Regions from separate parts of the Mus musculus genome. Here region 2 is linked to region 1. The links are chromatin contacts, called in public promoter capture Hi-C maps. All regions are on one chromosome and are shown on one strand. The core of a region is the stretch at or near the end of the contact, and the rest is flanking DNA. Distances in the headings are between cores, read along the strand shown.

What was found. Capture Hi-C pulls out chosen DNA fragments and counts their contacts.
Region 2: a promoter capture Hi-C map of adipose tissue shows a contact between it and region 1. The contact joins the promoter of Stk38l here to the promoter of Itpr2 in region 1. A contact is called at or near these places in 1 of 39 promoter capture datasets (the C10 cell line), 3 of 484 Hi-C or Micro-C datasets (CD4 T cells, embryonic stem cells and uterus), 3 of 115 datasets of contacts at active chromatin or transcription factors (bone marrow-derived macrophages, effector CD8 T cells and memory CD8 T cells) and 1 of 9 other capture datasets (adipose tissue).

What each region holds. Positions count from the first base shown.
Region 1 is chr6:146,499,876-146,506,335 of GRCm38.p6, forward strand. Itpr2 (inositol 1,4,5-triphosphate receptor 2) reads right to left here and starts at 2,348. Exons shown (of 57, transcript NM_019923.4): 1 at 1,912-2,348. The coding sequence starts at 2,003.
Region 2 is chr6:146,720,892-146,727,351 of GRCm38.p6, forward strand. It overlaps Stk38l (serine/threonine kinase 38 like), which reads left to right and starts at 4,039. Exons shown (of 14, transcript NM_172734.3): 1 at 4,039-4,156.

The sequences.
Region 1 (6,460 bases), core at 1,098-3,597:
ATTGGAACCCCTGAGAAGTCTATTTCAGAAAACAAATATCCAATCAAAGTGCCAAGCTCCACCCAGGGTAGCATGTTCAAGACTCTACAACTTGAACTCTGCCTTGCGGTCATCTTAACATTATTACTTCACGAACAGGGAATGACACAGTCTGCAAACACATCCTAAGGAAACTCCACTATCAAATCACCACCGAGAAACACAGACTACAATAAGCACTTTTGATTGCCACCGAGCACACCACAGCAACAGCCATTCATGCTGGTTTTCTGTGTCTACAGTTATTATTGAAAGCAGAACAGGACACACTTGGCGGGGCGTCTGAGGCAGGAGTAGAGTCCTGGCTTTGGACACAAATACCCTCTGTTCCTTGAGTCGGTCACTTCTCTTGGTCCCCATCTCCTGGTCCCAACGATGCCTACTGTGGAGCTGACCTCCTCAGCCCTTCCAGTGTTTGCTTTGTACGCTATCCACATTCGACCTTGCAAGTGACCCTTGAACTCTTGCCTGGTCTGGGTGGTGATAATTACTGCATCAGCTAATTAACTTATGAATGTAGTCATTACGGCTTTGCCGTGGTAAGCACTTTGCCTCTCTTACCTCTTTCCTCCCCACACCCCTATGCAGAAACCACTGTGAGTTCCATTTTTAAACTCAGGAGATGTAGCCCAGATAGATTTCATAACCTGCCCAGGGTCATAAGGTTTGCAAACCAAAGGGTGGGGATCCCAGCACAAACCTTCTGTTTCTAGAGCCCCTCCTTTTAGCTGCTAAATGGTGACACCTTTCATGCCTACCAAGTTTGACAGGATTCATCAATGAAGCACTATCCTGGACCCAGACTAGACTTGGACTGTGAATTCTTTCAGAAACAACTGGATCAAGCAGAAACACTTGGACTAAGTACTTCTTTCACACTTCAATCTCAGGAGCAAATAACATGGAAAAGATATTCAATTAAACCTTCCTTCCCACAATCTGTGGGGAAATGAACAAAGAACAGGAACTGTGGAGCCACTGGTGTCCTCCAGAGAAGGCACTGGGCACGCAACACAGTCACAGAAAGGCTCTCTCCCTCACAGCCCGGGGGACAGGACTCCAATACCTAACAGCTGAGAGCAGTCACCAGCCTCAATCTCCTCAGATAAGACAGTCTGAGGCAAGTCCTGTGAAGTAACCAAAAACTACCTGTGCACTAAAATATATCATAGAGTGCAATTAACTGTTCACCAGCGCGAACACCATGAAGGAATTTTCTAGAAACCAGAAATGGTCCTAACCTAACTAACACGCTGCTTTTCTGTATGATATACATCAGTATTTCCCCAGTTCATATACAAACTCGAATCACAAGGGCCTTGCAGTAGGCTGAACTCCTTTCACTGGGCGAAGGGGATGGACAGGGAGAGAGAATAGCTGAGTTCTAGAACCCTGGCTGCCCAGGAGGCCAGTTTTGGCAAAGCCTGAGGAGTGAGTCCTCCTTTGGCAAGGCCAAAAGGAAATTACTTCAGCGAAGAGGGGCTGGTAATCTCCTCCAGCAGGACAAAGCCACATTTGCGCGGTGCACATCGCCTACTTTCATGGCCAAAGCCTGGGACTTCAACCCACCCTTCTTTCCAGCCGCGCGCTGAGAACGGGCCATAGGGAAGATGAGGAGAAAACACACATTTTAATCAAAACAAGGCAGGGAAGGCAGGCTCGCAGGGCCTGTCTGGGGCGTGCGAACCACTTCCTCTTCTCGGATGTGTCTCGGGTTGGAGATTATGAAGTTGCTGAGAAGCGCTCGCGGCTTCCTGCGCGCTGAGACCTAGGGGACCCGGGGCTGTCCCAGGCGCAGACCCCAGACAAGCCGCGCGCCAGAGGGACAGGGACCCGAGTTGGCTGGCGCTGCTCAAAGCACGTCCTGCTTACCCCAGGGTGCTGATGAAGCCATTGACCGAGCCCTCCGCGTACAGGGACACGATGTCCCCAATGTAGAGGAAGCTGGACATTTTGTCAGACATGCTGCTTCACGCTCCTGTGGCTGTCCCTGCTGTCTCCGCTGCACGCAAGGGTGAGCTCAGGCCCGCTGGGTCAGAGGGGTCCAAGCAGCTCTGCTCGAGGAGCGGCAGCGAGGCCACCGCTGGGGACACTGCGATGGCCCCGCGCCGCCGTCGCCGCCCCTGCCCAGCAGTAGGTTTCCTGTTCCTGGCGAAGTTCTGTCCTACACCTTCGCTCCTCCTCCCTGGCCCGCGAGCCCTCTGCGTCCCCACAGTTCGCTCCCGGCCTGAGCGGAGCCTCTAGGTCCCCTTGGGGGACTCTTTAGACCAGGTGGCGGTGCCCACGGACCGAGAGGGCGGGGAGAAGCCCCGGGGAGGGGGGCGCGTGGCCAATCAAGCCTGGGCGGCCAGGGGCGGAGCGGGGCCGGGGCGGGGCCAGTTCTCGGGGGACGGGCCACCCCGAAGCGGCCAGGACAGAGGCGTGGGAGCCACGCTGGGCGGCGCTGCGGGGGTAACGGGGACTCAGCCGGGGGCATTGGTTCTGGCTCAGGGTGATCTTGGAGGGGCAGCCCCGAGACCAGCAGCGACAGTCTGGAGTGACTCCGGGAGGGGAGGGAAGACGACCCCAAGGACCCAGGAGAGACCCAGGACTTTCCAGATGCGGGCTGGGAAGGGGTGCAGTGCAGCCAGCGTAGACAGGACGACCCGGAGCGCGCAGAGACAATCCCTATTTGCAAAAGGCAAGGGACTTAGAGGGGTTTGGAGGAAAACTGCCGACACGAGGGTTCAGATGGAACCGGCCTTGAGGGACGCCGACTGGAAGAGGGCGCAGAGCAACCACGCTGCTTGGAACTTGGCGCGCCGGTGACAGTCCAGCTGAGAGTAGGAGCCCGCAGGCGATGGGGGTGGGAGGGGGTGGGAGTAGGGTGGGTGAAACGCTGTGGTGTTCGCACCACCACGCAGAGGCCTGGAGAATCCTGACCGTAAAAGCTGGAGTCTGAGTGGATGTATGTTTTGAGTGGAAAAGTTAATTGAGAGGGAGGAAAGGGTTGAAGAAGACACAAATGAAGAGAAGAGGAAAGGAGGAAACACTCCTGTGGAGCTGTTCTTGGATCCTGTTTTTCTTAAGTTCATGACTGGATAAAAGGATCCAGCAGCTGCAGCTGCTATGGTGACCACCCTGGTGACCGTCAGTGGGTGGGTCAGCGATGGCAGTGAGGGCTCACAAGTGAGGGTAACTGGGTTCCATCTCCAGGAACCGGTGACAGCCTTTGTAACCCCCCCCCCACACACACACACACAAGGTTATAATAAATAAAACTGGAGGCAGGACATGAGTGGGAGCAACCCCTCTGTTGTGTGTCAGTCCACCTCTAGAGTACTGTTTTAGAAATGTTTGGTCCTACCCTGTGGAAGATACTGAAGAGGCGAATGCCGTGATCAAACCACAGCTGACCAAAATCAGAGTTTAGGGGAGTTTTGCCTTCCAATTCAAAGATGCCTGGGATGGAAAGGTTTTAGACAGCAAGGAACAGAAAGGAAATGCCAGTCTCGAGTCTTGGTGTGGGACAAACCCCACCTTGTGTAGAAGCAGTGTATTCTCATTTCCAATGCCTCTCTTCCTTTTCCTCTCCCTCCCACCAACTGAGCCACATCACCAGCCCACAGATCTGGTGACTTAGTAGGTGAGAGGTGCCCATTAGGAGTTGTCCTGTCTACGTTCATATTGGTGTTGGGAAACAAGGGATGGGCTCTGAGTTATAAAATCTCTAGGTGAAACAAGATGGGTCTGGGATGGAGGCATCTGCTATCCAGAGCATTGGAAGTTGTGTTCTGAGATGGCCCAATGGATGCTCAACAATTGCTGGCCTAAACCTGGAAGGTTTTCTTATACAAAGTCAGGCCAACAGGAACAAAATGGGTGTGTGACTGTTTCTCCTGACAAACAGATAACGTGCCAAGCTGGGTTCCCAAGTTCTGGCTTCTTGTGAGACCAGCCTCAACCCAGAGTAGGGCCCCCTAAAACCAAGAGTCCCAGGACAGGAGTCCAGTTACCTAGGGTAAGACGCCATCATCCCGAGGTACCTCTCAATACCTTCCCTTGCCTGGGGCTGCTTCTCTGACTCTTACATGCCTGGATGCTTTTTCTCCTGCAGCTCTTAATCTGATCTCTCTGCTTCTCCATCATGGTGACTCTCCTCCTTCTTCTTCCCATTCTCCTTTGCCCAGGAAATCTAAAAGTCCCGCCTCTGTCTCCCTGCCCAGCTGTTGGCCGCTGGCAGCTCTTTCTTTCACCAATCAAAGCCAACTGGGGGCAGGAACCTTCAGTCTCTTACAGGTATACATACCGGTTCCTGTGTATTAAATTTGTATTAATTACAAGTAGCATTAGAACCAACCCCAACAGGTCTGAGCTGAGGGTTGTCATCACTCTGGAAGAGGACAGTGCATTAGTAAGTTTTCTCGTTGCAGTGATGAAACACCTGGGAAAAGCAACTTAAAGAGAGAAGGTTTGCTTTCCCTTGGGGTTTGAAGGAAGGCATGGCGGCAGGAACCCAGGGCAGCTGTTACATCTACTGTAAGGAAACAGACAAATGAGCTCAGGTATCTGTCCTGTTCACCCCCCCCCCTTTATTCAGCCTGAGACCCCCGTCCCATAGAATAGAGTCACATTTAGAATGGGTCTTCCCTCCACAGTTAATCATCTCTGAAAACACCCACACATGCCCAGGGGTGTGCCTCCTAGGCAACTCCAAATGTAGTCAAGTTGACAATGAAGATTCACCCACCACATGGGTAGATAAGGGCAGGGCCCAGGACACGGGGTTCAAGCAAACCTTGACAAAGGCAAAGGCCTCACTGAGGAATTACCTGTTCTTTGTTGTTGTTTTAATAATCTCAAATTTGTGAAAGACTTTTTCAAAATAATACAGTGCATTCATCAATATTTATAATTTATCACAAGTTTTATGGCTGTCTTCACACACACTACACACTCAAACATATACACACTCACACACATACACACGCTCACATACACTCACACACAAACACACACACTCACACATACATACATACACACACTACACATACATGCACACACTCATACACATATTCACACACACACACATCTTCAGGATCTTTTGATGTAGATAGCAAATATCATGACGATTTACCTGTCATTACTGCGAGTCTCTCATGCAGTATTAAGGAACAAAATTCAAGTGTCTAAGAAATTTGATACTGGTATAAACTTTTATCTAAGCTGTCTTTATTCCAGTGTGGCCAGTTGTCCATCCCAGGACAGATTCCTGTCCAGGGTCATATAGTTCATTCACATGTTCCTAAGTTCTTTTAATTGTGACAATCCTCAATCTTCGGCTATATGATATCTTTTGTAACATTTTTATACTTGAAAAATACAGTTAACTTATTTCTTAGTCCATCCCTCACTGTTGTTTACCTGATATTTTCCCAGTTGGATCAGGTTAAAATTTTCCAGTCAGAATGCTACACAATAGGTGGCCTGTGCACCCCAGAACACTCTAACCTCAGGGAAACACAACCATCTGTCATCCAAATAATATTACCCTTGTTCATTCTTTGGTACACGATCCAAAGCTAGAACTCATGTAATGTGGCCTATAAGAAGCAATCTATTTACCTGGGGAAAATTCCAGAAATAAGGGCCAATCACAAGGCAGCAGAAATTCGGATTTTTCTGTCAAAAATGCTGTCTAAACTATTTCCTGACCTTTAAGCCCACATTTGGCATCAATCTGTTTTTCTGACTAGGAGTACCTGATACTAGACTTTTCCAGTGGTGCATCTGTAGGACTTTACATAAGACTCAGAATGAAAGCAGAGTGAAAGTTGAACACCTAACACACGCACATAAATGCACATACACACATGCATGTACATACATACGCACATATACATATACCACATATACACATACATACACACATAATCATACATGTACACATACATATATGCACACATGCACAGATGCTTATACATACATGCATACACATGTGCACACACATGTGCATACACATATATATATACACATGAATGTACATACATACACATGCAAATACACGTGTGCACACATACATGTACATACACACATATACACATATAAGCATATACACACGTGCATGCACACACATATACACATGCTTACATACACATGCACACACATATACAGTCACGAGTGCAGGCTCACACACACACAAGTGCAGCAATGTGCATCTCTCTTCTGCACCAGGAATGGGGTCCACCAGGGCTGACTCCACACAGTTGCAGCTCATTCATATCACCAGATCCTCACGCTCCACCCAGATGAAAGAATTTAAAACATCATACACTTTTCTAAAAAAATGTTTTATTTTATATGTATGAATGTTCTGACTGTATGTATGTCTGGACACTACATGCACAGAGACCAGAGGAGGGCATTGGATCCCCTGGGACTG
Region 2 (6,460 bases), core at 2,789-5,288, 220 kb after region 1:
TTCTAAAATGCATTTCAGAATATTATCCTGAAAAGTCATCCACAGAATTTGCAAAAAGGTTTCAGTTTGGATAACATCAATGACCTCCTAAGGGAAGCTGTTTAGCATGATCTCAAGCTATGCACAGAGGTCAAACTTCTGCTCAAGTCAACATTCTAGATTAGTTCACACTATCACAGTGTTGAGAAAAGGCATACATATTTGGAAACATGAATTTTCTATCAAACAAACAATAAGCTATTTTTGATTCTACACACTCAAGTTGGTATGCATATAATATATACATATAAGTGTATATATAAGATGCATATAGTATAAGGAGTACAGGCCTCTGCCAAGCTTGTTGGATCACAGTTAAACCTGCCATTTGCAATGACTATATGATTATGTAAGTAGAACAAATTTCCTCACAAATACCTGAATATCAAATTCCTTCTTTTCTTAAGCCATGCATGAAAAAAAAACCACAGAATTTAATGTATGTGTGTGTGTGTGTGTGTGTGTGTTTGTGTGTGTGAGAGAGAGAGACAGAGACAGAGACAGAGAGAGGAGACAGAATAATGAAATCATGCTATGATTCCTTTCATATGACAAACTTAGAGATATTAGTTTGTATTTGTGTTTATCTATCTGTGTTTTGTGAGTGTATGTATGCACAGGTAGATGCAAATATACATTCATGTGCAGAAGCAACTTTTTCAATAATGTTCCACCTTATATTTAAGGCAAACTGATTCTGTGCATGGTGTGTCACTATGTTCACGGGAGTGCAGTTGCCGGTGGAAGCCAGAGGGCATCTGCTCCCCTGGAGCCCGAGTTCCTGGTGGTTGTGAGACACACCATGAGGATGCTGGGAAGCAAACTTAGGACCTCTGCAAGAGCAGTAATTACTCTTAATCACTGAGCCACACATCCAGGCCAAAAGGTAAATGTTTTGTATTGTTTCTGATACAGGAGATTGAACTCAGGGCCTTGTACATGCCAGGCAAATGCTCTACCACTAAGCTACACCACGGACTTTCCACCTTATTTATTTTTAAAGATTTATTTATTTATTATATGTAAGTACACTGTCTTCAGACACTCAGAAAAGGGAGTTAGATCTTGTTACGGGTGGTTGTGAGCCAGCATATAGTTGCTGGGATTTGAACTCATGACCTTCAGAAGAGAAGTCAGTGCTCTTACTGCTGAGCTATCTCACAAGTCCTCCACTTTATTTTTTGAGACAGGATCATCCGATGAACTTTGAGCTCTTGGAATGACTGAGCTGTCTGGGAATAAGCTCCAGAATTCTGCGCCCCCCCCCCCAGTCCTCAACTGCTATAAATATTTTAAGTTTAGATACTTTTAAAACTCTCTCTTTTATTTATTTATTTTATTTATTTTATTTTTCGAGACAGGGTATCTCTGTGTAGCCCTGGCTGTCCTGGAACTCACTCTGTAGACCACGCTAGCCTCGAACTCAGAAATCCGCCTGCCTCTGCCTCTCAAGTGCTGGGATTAAAGGTATGCGCCACCACGCCCTGCTCTCTTTTTATTTTTATTTTTTGGTTTTTCAAGACAGGGTTTCTCTGTATAGCTCTGACTGTCCTAGAACTCACTCTGTAGACCAGGCTGGCCTTGAACTCAGAAATGTGCCTGCCTCTGCCTCCCAAATGCTGGGATTAAAGGTGTACGCCACCACTGCCCAAACAGTTTAGGTACTTTTATTTGTTTATGTTGAATTTGTCTTCATTTAAGGACCAGGCCTAATTTCAAAAAAGGCCTTAAGGCTCCAGCTTCAGGAATAGACCATAAGTCCCCAAAACTAAGTTGGGGGACTAAGTCATAAGACAGCAGCTCTAGGAACAGACCATAAAATCCAGAACAAGATCATAAAACCCCCTCCCAAAGAACAGTCTGGGGATAAACACAAAAATGGGAAATATCTTATCTCAGAATGGGCCATCTGCGCTGGGCAGCCCTATTTCATCACGTGGTTGAACGATTGTGATATAGGGATACAGACCACTGGCCACACATGATTGAACATTCATGACATTGGAATGTAGACCACTGATCACCTGTGGCCCCCTAGCACCCACCAATGAGATTATAGATTACCTAATTCTTCTAGAGAGTTCCCTTGGTTTCCTGTAAGAAGGCCTGCCTGCCTTTGTCTGGGATCGTCATTTCAAAGAATGGTTGACCCTTGCATACTGGATGTTTCTGTGGAATAAACACTCTTTGTTTTTGCATACTATCTGAGTCTGGGCTCTTCCTTCAGTGATTTTTGGACCCTTACATTGTATATATGTGTCTCTGTGTAAGTGTGCACATGTACATGTATGTAGGTGCCTCTGGTAGCTGAAAAGGGGCATCCAATTTCCTGAACTGGAGTTACTAAGGTGTGCACCATCTGCTGTGGGTGCTGGGAACCTAACTCTGGCCTTTTGTGAGAGCAGAAGAGGGCCATCCTCTAGCCCTTGCATATATTGTTTTAATAGTGTAAAAGCTAAGGGTATTTCATAAAATCCCACTGTTTGAAGAATGGATTTGTTTTTTTTTGTTGTTTTGTTTTTTTTTTGTTTTTTTTTTTTTTTGTTTTTCGAGACAGGGTTTCTCTGTATAGCCTTGGCTGTCCTGGAACTCACTCTGTAGACCAGGCTGGCCTCGAACTCAGAAATCCACCTGCCTCTGCCTCCCGAGTGCTGGGATCAAAGGCGTGCGCCACCACACCCGGCTCCAAGAATGGATTTGTTAATAGTGATTGGGAATATTGGTTTGTCTTACTCAAAGACCAGTTTTATCTTAAAAAGCAAAACTCTTGTCACTTTCCCAAAACTCTCCCCTGTGTTCTCCATGGGAAAGTGATTTTCTAAATATCACACACTCTTCTCCCTTTATCCACAGATTCACTTTGGCAGTACCCACAGTCAACCATGTTCCAAAATTATGAAGTGGAAAATTCCAGAAATAAATGATTCACCAGTTTTAAACTGAAAATGCCGTTCTAAGTAGCCAATGAAGTCTCTCACTCCCCTCACTGTGTTGCTCCCAGGACGCTAGCAGTTCCTCTGGAGTGTCAATGTTGTGTATGTGAAACTCCTGGCCCCCTGGGAGGCATGGTCCTTGTTCCAATAATCCTCATTTTATTTCATAATAGCCCCAAAGCACAAGAGCAGCTGGCTGTCTACATCAAAGATAAGATTTAGCCTGCTTTTGTATTGTTAAGACTGGGTCTCACTCTGTAGCTCTAGCTGGGCTCAAACTCACTATGTAGCCCAGGCTGGTCTCAAACTTGCCGCAGCTTCTGCCTCAGCCTCCTTGGTGATGGGATTACATGCATGAAACACTGTACCTGGCGTCAAAGTTTGTTTGTTTGTTTGTTTTTTTAAAGTAAATGTTGTTGAGGTTGCTTAAATCTATGGTTCGGTTGTTAATCTCTTACTGTGCTGGATGTATAAATTAAGAGTAGGTGTGTGTAGGACACACAGTGTATAGTGTTTGGCTAGTCCGCGGGTCCTGAAGTTTGCCTGCCTACCTTTGATGCGAAGGGAAGAGACAATGACGACGACAATTTTCTAGCCTAATGCTGTATGTTATGTTGTCAACTGCTCTGGGATTTTTCAGGTAAGTTTAGCAAATTTTCATGTATGCTGGTAAGTTTCTTGTGGTCTTCCTAAATTCTAAATCCTCCTAAGCCTTTCGGGTTCAGTTATAGAGACGTGGAAGTCACAGAGCTGCTACATTGGTGATCTCTCCTCTATGGAGCCATCTTTGCATTGCCTTGAGGAGAGCTCCATCACACCAGGCCTCTCTCAGGGTCAGGCAGAACCAGTTAGAACTGGAGAGGGCCATGAGACAAGAACGTTACAACGCCCAGTAGTGATTAGACTGAGCTCAGGTTCCTGGACCAACCTACACTTCCGCCCGCGAAGGTGGGGGTCGGTACTGGCGCTGACGCCAGAAGGACACTTCCGCCTGGGTGCGTATGACGTCAGGGGCGACCCCTTTAAAAAAAAAAATCTAGGAGATCAAGTCTCGCGAGATTCTGGCGCGGCCGCTTTGGCACCGCCTCACGGGGCGGGACGAGGCGGGGCCTGGCGCGAGAGACGCGCGCCGCGGGCTGCGGTGACTGAGGAGGAGGCTGAGCGGGCGCGGGCGACACCGGCAGGTGAGAGCGGGCGAGGGCACCGGCGCCGGCGCGGGGCAGGGCCGCGGGGCTAGGGCGGCGCTCGCTGCGGGGAGGTGTGAGGGGCTTGGCGCGGTACAGCCCGCGGCGCCCAGCCCAGGTGTCCCTGGCGGAGCGGAGAACCGCGGCCGTGCGCGGCGTCCCCGGGCTGCAGGCGGGGCCGCGCCCCCACCGCCTGTCAGTCACCGGGGCCTTCGCCGAGCCGGGTGCGGCAGCCTGCGTACCGGGAGCGGAGCCGCCAGCCCCGCGCGCGTCCTGCTCCGGGCCCACCTTCCCGTCCCCTCCGGACGCAGAGGGCACGGCTCGCCGGCACAAAGTTGCCGGTGCACAGCGACGGCAAACTGTGCCCGAGCCGCGGCGTCCCTGTCACCGATGCTACTTTCTCTGTTGCGGGGTCGCTCTTGGGTCCCGAAGTTTGGAGAAACGCGGTGAAGAGATGCGAGGTGGGTCTGGAGCAGCGGCTGGTGTAGAGGTGCGCTGCTGCCGCCCCTCGGGACTCACTCGGTGCAGAGCCGGCGCGCTCTCCGGCTCCTCTGCAACTTGGGACGCGTTTCGGTAGAAGCCACTTATGGATTTGGCTCTGGTATTAGCCACACGACTGCCAAGAAGCCAGGCGAACAAAGTTCAATGGTTTTAAGGTGGTGATTACCCCTTATTTGGCAGTCGTGGCTTAAATCGGTCAGGTCTCCCTACTTTAAGTCAATAAGCCTTGCAATTTGCATATCAAGTTGTCTTGATGTCTCACGCACAAGCCTAAATGGAAAGGTTTTTCTCTTACGCCTCAGGATATATAAAACAATTAAGTTTATTATGCTCTTTCCCTCGTGGCCAAGAGGCACTTTATTTGAGTTAGTTGCTCTTGTGTCTATTTGGGGAGATAATTTAGTTAAATATACGATAAATTATGATATTGCGCGAGGTCATAAAAGTACTTTTATTTGGAAAATCCTGGTCTCAGAAGAAGTACAAGGGATAAAAGTTTGGTATTTGCCTTCGCTCTGCTGAGCGTTTTTTCTCCTAGTTAGAGGCCCGATTAGGCATCCCATTTGTTGGGATGTGTTTAGAATGAGAAGCATAGTTCGGTGTAGTTTCCGTGCTCTTTTGAAAGGCCTTGCTGTTAAGTAATGAACAAATTAGACTCAGAAAAACCACATTAAATAGAATACTGGAAGTCTCAGCACTTGTTTTCTTGAGTTTGCTTACAAATAAGCCAAAGAATAGAAACTAAGGCTGTCTAAATAAAAAGGTGTTCTCTGCAGTTTTTATTATTTAAAACAGTTTTAAATTTTAAATATATTTTGATCATAGTCCCTTCTCCCTCAAGCCCTTCCAGATCCTCTCCTCCTCTCTACCCACCCAACTTTAAGTTCTTTCTCAAAAACCAAACTCTGCAGCTTTTTAAATACTAGATTTTAATTTCAAAAAGTGGGACATTAAGAACAAAGGAAAATGATAAAAAACCAAAATGATAAAGCATTAGTCTCAGTTTGGCCATTTTTCTTTAGAAAAGTTCCACTCTCTCAAAGACCAGTGACATCTTGTTAGTAGAATTGGTAACATGCCTTAGCAAGTGCCTTCTCACAGAGCTAGGAAAAGTTGAAGACACCAAAGCCAGGAGGATTTTTGTATCTTGCTGTAATGTTAAATGAGTTTATTTTCCATAAATGTAGGACCAGTTAAGCAAGCATATTGCTGTTTGAGAATCCTAGCATTACTTTCAAATCAACAGATGGGCAAGCTATGACTGGGTTAGACTAGACATATGCAGAAAGCCTGCCCTTGAATTTTTATATGAAAAGCACCATGGTCTCTTTCAGTGAGATGATGAAAGCAAGCTTAAGGCAGCAGAGTTGTGTTTAAACAAGCAGGTATATTCTCCTATCCTTTCTTCTTTGTTCCCCCAACAGTTTCTGTTCAAGTCCCAAGGAAGTATTTAGTGAGGCATGATCAGTGCTGCCATATACAGGCTACAGGGCACTTCAATCTCCAGGTAAAGGTTCTGCTGATTGCCAGGATATTATTGTTTACAAGCATTGGAAGGAGGGATGAAGGGAGAGAAGGGTTAGTTGCCTGCCTTACACAAATGCTGTGGTCTTTGTCCTGAGGGAGAAACATGTGACTCCACTTCCAGTAACTAGAATATAAAATTCCTACTGAAGCCAAGGAAGGAAGGATCAGTCCTACCAGACAACTCAAGGGTTTCAGGAGGAAAAGGCATCTGTGCAGATGATTTGGATGACCTGGTGGATGGTAAGACTGTAAGAGAACACTTTATACAGGGCCTCT